2 separate regions of the Manis pentadactyla genome follow, and region 1 is linked to region 2. The links are chromatin contacts, called in public Hi-C maps. All regions are on one chromosome and are shown on one strand. The core of a region is the stretch at or near the end of the contact, and the rest is flanking DNA. Distances in the headings are between cores, read along the strand shown.

Region 1 (3,499 bases), core at 102-2,601, 260 kb after region 2:
GGTGAATTTCTGGTTTTGCCCACCATTGTTTACCCAGTACTAGCATGATTCTTGGCACATAGGTGTTACCCCCAAAATATCTCTTGATTGAATTAATGTGTGGAAAGGATAATATCAGTTTTGGAATTCTGAATGGTATAGAATTGGGACTGGGCATTCTCATTTTGTTATTGTTAAAGAATAAAGTGAAGGGAGATGAATTAAATTTGTCTTTCAAAGAAGACAATTTTTGTTTTGCTGGAATAATTAGATATAAGTGATAGGGGAGTTGAAAATATTTCATAGGTTGATCTGGAGAATGGTAAAGCCAATGATAGCAAAATTTCTGCTAAAAAAAAAAGATGAGTTCAGTTTATTGATGCAATGAATTTAAGGTAACAAACTCACAGGGTAGAAATTGCTAGAGAACATCTTAGTCTGGAAGGCCTTCTGTTCCTGAGAAGCAAATATAGTCCTTTGTGTTCACAGTCCTCTGTAACAGTACAGAAATACTCAGAAATCTTGGAGTCATCTGAGATTGCTGCCTCTCTTCCCCTATTTCCTTATCCTTTTCTATCATTTCTTTAATTTCTCCATTTCACTGCCACTTCCCTGGACTTTGACCTGGACTATTTCAACAACTCCCTAACTACTACTCTCCCTGCATTCAGTTTTGTTCTCCTGTAATCCTGTTTGCATTTTTCTCCCCGCCTGACTTTTCCAAGACACTAGTATGCTAATTTCCTGCTAAGCATCTTTAAAAGGCTTCCACTGACTATAGAATAATATCTAGACTCTTCTCACTTCCAGCTCCTTTCTAATCATACCAGACTATTATCCCCAAATGCCTTGTCCTTCCCTTCTTAGTTCCATTCCATCCTATTGAAATCTGACTATAGGTTAACAGAGTTATTCTGGATGGGGAAAATATATTGTCTAGTATGGAGACAATTAAAGAGAAAAAAAAAAAAAGGCAAGGAAACTCCGAGCCTTCAAGTTCAATTCAGATGTGACCTCCCGAAGCTCGCCTCCTCTAGGAAGCTTCAGAGCCCCACTGGTTATCTGCCAGCTCACTGTAAATCTTAGTCCAAGTTAGCTGAGTCACTGTTTCTCATACAGGTGAAGTTAAACTCACTATTTGGCATGTCTGTCCTTGAGATAATCTAGTTACAAAGAGTTTGGCTACATGTAATTTGGGGTCACACCTCTCATGGTTTGGAAATGTGTCCACATAATCCTCCTCTTGACCTCAAGAAGATGGCTACTGAGGGGCGCCGTTACGCCTTACGTCACCACGTGCCAGGAGGTGGCGCCCCCAGGGGAGATGGTGCGTGGGCGTGGCTAAGCAGGACCGGGCGGGGCTACAAGGAGATGGGCGGGGCCGGAGTGGGTCCGGGGCGCTTCTGCTATTCAGCTGGTCCTCGCCTCGGTGGGAGGTAACGCCGGGGGAGTCCACTCGACGCTCGGTCCCGCGAGCTTGACCAGGACCACCGGCTCAGACCAGAGACATCCGCGTTGCTGAGCGGAAGCTGGTGGCACCGGAGAGGCAGCTGGAGCCCAAGCTCCGCAGACGGGAAGCACCCAGGACCGGGGAAGCCCAGGGAGCTGCGCGGCGGTGCCTCTCTTACCCAACGGGCTGCTGCGACGGTCACGGGGCGCGGCGCCAAAGCGCGCGACCCAGGCCAGGATTCCAAACAGGCGGTGCAGGCTCCTCCTCCGCCCGGGCCGCCTCACCTGCGGGTACGCTGCACCGCCTCCCCGGGTGTAGACGGCACCTGCGCCGCCTGGTTCGCCGGTCCCCGCCCCTCGTTCTCGGGAGCCAGGCCCGGGCGGCGCACCTGAACGCTCGGGGCTGCGGGAGCCGAGGCTCGGGGGGCGAGCGTCTTCGCCACCGCCCGGGGAGAACGCAGGTGGAGCGGCGCGGCTTCGTGGAGTCCGGCGTCGGCTACTGCCGTCGCCCAGTTGCTGCCTGGTCCCGGGGACCGCGCCCGCACCCGGTGAGGAGCCGCCGCCAGCCGTCACCATGAATAGCAGCGGCGCCAACGTAGCCTATGCCAGTCGCAAGCGGCGAAAGCCGGTGCAGAAAACGTGAGTGCCCGGAGCGCGTCCTCGGCGCTGGGGTGGACGCCCACCCCGCACCCAGGTCCCCGCAGGCTGGGTTAGGTCGTTTCCTCACACGATCCATGGACTCGAGATTTGGAGGCCGGTCGGGAGACCCAGGCCTTGGATTTTTCTGTTTTTGATGATTGTATTTTAAAAATTGCCTTCCCGTCCCCAGCGCACATTCACCCTCTAATGCCCCCAGCCATTTGCAGCTCTGTTCTAATATGGTCTAATTTGTTGACAGCCAGGTCAGCCCTGTGGGCTGGTGGATGAGTTAACATAAACCTATCTTGAAATCCCATTCCACTTTTAATATCCTCATAGGTTAAAGGAGTGTTATAATTCCCAATTCTGGCAGGACGAGATGTTTTTAAAGAGCTCAACACTTGCCGTCTGCTAGAAAGGGGCTGAGTGCCCCTGAAGGTATTTCTTAGGTCCGGTGCAACTGGCTTTCTGTTGCGTTCTTTCTTACTACTTCGGCAGTAATTTTGTATCCTTCAATGTGACTATGTCGGTAAAATGTACAGAGATGAGCAGACACGAGTGAGTGTAGGGGTATTTGTATTTTCAGCTTCCTTTTTGGGAAGCTTTCTTGTCACTTTTGGGGTGATTTTGTGTCTATAAAGCAAAGGATTTAGACCTGGAATTACTAAACAGGCAGGCGCTTTCATTCTTAGCATCTTTCTCTAATTTCCTTTTTCCCCTTCTTCAAAGTTTTGTCAATTCTAATAGATTGATTATAAACTTAGACTTGTTTGTTTTGGTGGGGTGTTTGTGTGAGCTAGCAAATACTTAAATTTTTTTTTATGAAAAAAAATCTGTGCCTGAGACTGATTTACTTTTGTTAGTTGGCTGTTTTCATTGTCTATTCCTAATTATTATCTCTGAGTTACCTTACTTCAAATCTTTCAAATTTTCATAGACACTTTTAAGAGCACATCAGACTTTTACTCGGAGCAAATAAGTGTGTGTTTTTCTTAAAACCTAACTTTGGTCATTGATCTCAACAGAAAAATAACAGTTTAAGATTTATACTTAAAACCAGTAACTGGTTTAAAAGTTTTATTATATGATCATAATTCTTTTAGAATTTAAGTGATCATAATTCTTCAGGTCTAGACTTGGCATTAATAGGATATTCATCTATAAATAGACTAATTAAAACTGAAATCTTTTCCTTGCTGTATGGCTGACATTAGGAATACTGCCAAGTCAGCGGTTTTCTGTCTTTGATGTTATGTGACATTGACTTAAAACACTTTTATTTTGTAGAGTGGTTTCTTATTTAAAAATGTATTTGTCTAATTTGACTTTGTCCTTGATGGTTATTTAATATCGAGAAGCATCCAAATGACTGTTCTATGTATTGATTAAAACATAGCATAATAAGTAAAAGAGGTATCGTAGGTTTTATGCA
Region 2 (3,594 bases), core at 122-2,621:
AAATCTTACAGGCAACTGCCTCCCAGGCAATCTCTCAAAATAGAATCCATCGAGGGGGAAGTCAGCAGGGACTTGCTGGCTAAAGCAACTGGTTTCAGAAATCAAATGGCATCAGCCATGTCGTCACAGGATCTGGTATCCTCCCGTGCTTGTTTGAGACGTCAAGTATCACCGACTTAGTGTTGTGTCATCAGGGTTTTTCTGAAGAATGTAAGAATTTTATCACAACAGTTGGGAAATCCTGCAGGAAATCACAACTTTGGTGTTCTGTTTTCCAAGTAAGACCATAGAAGACTCCCTTTCAAAAAAATAATATTAAAAAAAATCTTTTTTCAGGCAAAGGGCTTATGAGACCAATCTTGGAAGACTAACTTACAATTCCAATAGGAACATTACTAAGTTTATCAAACACATGCTTTAATGAACAGTGACATTGAGCTGGGAACAAATGTCATGGGTGCAAGATCAACAGCATGGTCTCTGGGAGATGCAATGCCTGAATGATATTATGTGGATAATTGCATAACAACGATACAGTAATGCTACTGAACAATCAGTGCATTGTTCAAAATGAGGAAGCAAATACCTCTCAGTGTCGTCATCCCAAGTTCCCTAAACACTTACTGAACTTAAGGGAATGATAGATTTTATAACTTTACCCAGTTAGACTTATCTGCTGATCTCTGGAGAACAAGGTAGAGGAGAAAACACAAATCAACCTATGTGCCTTATTCCGCTTTTGTGATGTTCTCACCTGTGTCCTCCTCTGCACGTTTATAACTGGGGGGTCAGATGCTGAAATCTGGATAAAGTCAAAATCTCTCTTCAGTTTGGAGTCATTTAATGAATGTTTACTGAAGGACCAGAGGGAAAGAAAACCATCCCCAAAGACGGGAAATAAATGATTTCAACCATGTAGGTTTTAAATTCCATCAGGTGGCACTGGAACAGGCTTCAGTCTAGGACTGATTTTTTATCATCCATTATTGAGGCAATAACCCTTCTGAATGTTCAATCTGATGTCCCATGAATTACAGCATTTCCTTACTTTGACAGGGGAAATATATTCTATTCCTGTCCCTGTGTGAGTTCTGTGGATTTTTCCCTTAGGTGTTTTTTGTTGCCCAGACTTGGCTAGTTTCTTCTCACTTGTGTGCTGATCAGAGTTCAACTGAGGACACAGAAGGGGCCCTCTGCTGGTCTCCTGAGCTTGCTCTCTCTCTCTCTGTGTGGCTCTCTTCAAGAATCTGCCTGTGGATTCCTGGACTCCCTGGAATCTTAGCTCCACTTCTTCAACCCAGGGACTTCCCAGACTCCATGTTGGTCCCAGCTCCCCGAGCTTTGGCCTAGGAACTCTCTCCAGGTTGTACATGCTCGGGCAGCCACAAGGGTCGCTGTCTTCGTTTCCTGTCTCTTAGGTCACCATTCTGTGCTGCCTGATGTCCAGTGTTTGAAAATCATTATTTCATAAATGTTTTCCATTTTTTTAGTTGTTTCATGAGGGAAGGTAAATCCAGTCCCTGTTATTTCATCTTGGCTGGAAACCACAGCGATTTTAAATTCAAAAACGTTCTTTGTTGTTGTCTACCTTAAAAATTTCTCATGACTCCAAATGCATGTTATCTGTTAGTGAGGAGTTGGTTTATCATCTTCTGCATTAGGTGTGGGTGTTGTCAAGGTAGGTGTCTGAGGGAGTTGGCAAGATGCCTTAATGGTACCACAGGTGTCTCTGGAGAATGAATTAGCGATATTGCTTGGCTCTGGTCTTGAGTTTGATTTGTCATATAAAATAAAGTCTCATTTGCAGTTTGAACTTAGACGGACTCCATTTTATGAGGTCTCTCTCTTCTGTCTTCCTCTTCTATAACTGCATCCTTGGGGTGCACATATTGGAGTAGCTGTTAGGGTATATAATCATTAGTAGATCTGTGAGTGTAAATGAAGCCTGCCTTACTCTAGGCTCATGTTTTGCCTTACTTAGTCTTAAAAGTAAGTGCTGGTTGAATGTAAGTTATAAAACCATAAAACTCTTAAAAGACAACATAGGCAAACATCTCCTGAATATAAGCATGAGCAACTTCTTCCTGAGCCCGTCTCCTCGAGAAAGGGAAACAAAAGCAAAATTGAACTCATGGAACTACATCAAACTAAAAACTTTTGTACGGCGAAGGACATCATCAACAAAACAAAAAAGGCATCCTACAGTATGGGAGAATGTATTTGTAAATGACATATCTGACAAGGGGTTAACATCCAAAATATATAAAGAACTTACACACCTCAACACCCAAAAAGCAAATAACCCGGTTAACAAATGGGTAGAGAATATGAAGAGACAGTTCTCCAAAGCAGAAATTCAGATGGCCAACAGACACATGAGAAGGTGCTCCACATCACTAATCATCAGGGAAATGCAAATTAAAACCACAATGAGATATCACCTCACACCAGTAAGGATGACCAGCATCGAAAAGACTAAGAACAACAAATGCTGGTGAGGATGAGGAGAAAGGGGAACGCTCCTACACTGCTGGTGGGAATGTAAGCTAGTTCAACCATTGTGGAAAACAATATGGAGGTTCCTCTAAAAACTAAAAATAGAAATACCATTTGACCCCGGAATCCCACTCCTTGGAATATACCCAAAGAATACAACTTCTCAGATTCAAAAAAGACATATGCTCCCCTATGTTTATTGCAGCACTTTTTACAATAGCCAAGATATGGAAGCAACCTAAGTGTCCATCACTAGATGAATGGATAAAGAAGATGTGGTACATACATACAATGGAATACTATTCAGCCATAAGAAAGAAACAAATCCTACCATTTGCAACAACATGGATGGAGCTGGAGGACATTATGCTCAGTGAAATAAGCCAGGCAGAGAAAGACAAATGCCAAATGATTTCCCTCATTTGTGGAGTGTAACAATGAAGCAAAACTGAAGGAACAAAATGGCAGCAGACTCACAGACTCCAAGAATGAACTAGTAGTTACCAAAGGGGAGGGGTGTGGGAGGGCGGGTGGGGAGGGAGGGAGAAGGGGACTGAGGGGTGTTATGTTTAGTACACATGGTGTGGGGGATCACGGGGAGAACAGTGTATCACAGAGAAGGGACATAGTGGATCTCTGGCAACTTGCTCCACTGATGAACAGTGACTGCATTGGGGTATGGGTGGGGACTTGGTAATATGGGTAAATGTAGTAACCACATTGTTTTTTCATGTGAAACCTTCATAAGAGTGTATATCAATCATACCTTAATAAAAAATAAAAAAAAAGTAAGTGCTGGTTTACATACTGCAAACCTAGAAGAAATTAGAATAGTGTTTAAAAAATAGCTCTTGAGACAATAAAGTTAAATGCATTTTGTACCTCCTTTATATTGTTTGATTTCCACTGGGAACTTGTCTAAGGTGTATTAAACTTATTTGAGGCAATTAAATACCTGTGTGTGTGTGTGTGTGTGTGTGTGCGCGCGTTTATAGTGGAAGTGGGAACTTGAGTGATACAGATAACATAAATGGGAACACTGCAAATATGGAAACTCCTAAGGATTCTAGAGAGTTAGGATTTCTCACAAGGTGCAGA

Evidence for each region. A called contact is a pair of places that touch in the nucleus more often than the background predicts.
Region 1: a contact with region 2 is called in a Hi-C map of fibroblasts, with 5 times the contacts expected there. The contact joins the promoter of AHR here to the promoter of LOC118917090 in region 2. A contact is called at or near these places in 3 of 3 Hi-C or Micro-C datasets (blood, fibroblasts and skin fibroblasts).

The regions. Positions count from the first base shown.
Region 1 is chr7:91,675,595-91,679,093 of mManPen7.hap1, forward strand. AHR (aryl hydrocarbon receptor) reads left to right here and starts at 1,352. Exons shown (of 11, transcript XM_036894489.2): 1 at 1,352-2,067. The coding sequence starts at 2,003.
Region 2 is chr7:91,410,651-91,414,244 of mManPen7.hap1, forward strand. It overlaps LOC118917090, which reads right to left and starts at 1,372. Exons shown (of 6, transcript XM_057504969.1): 1 at 1,049-1,372. The coding sequence starts at 1,372.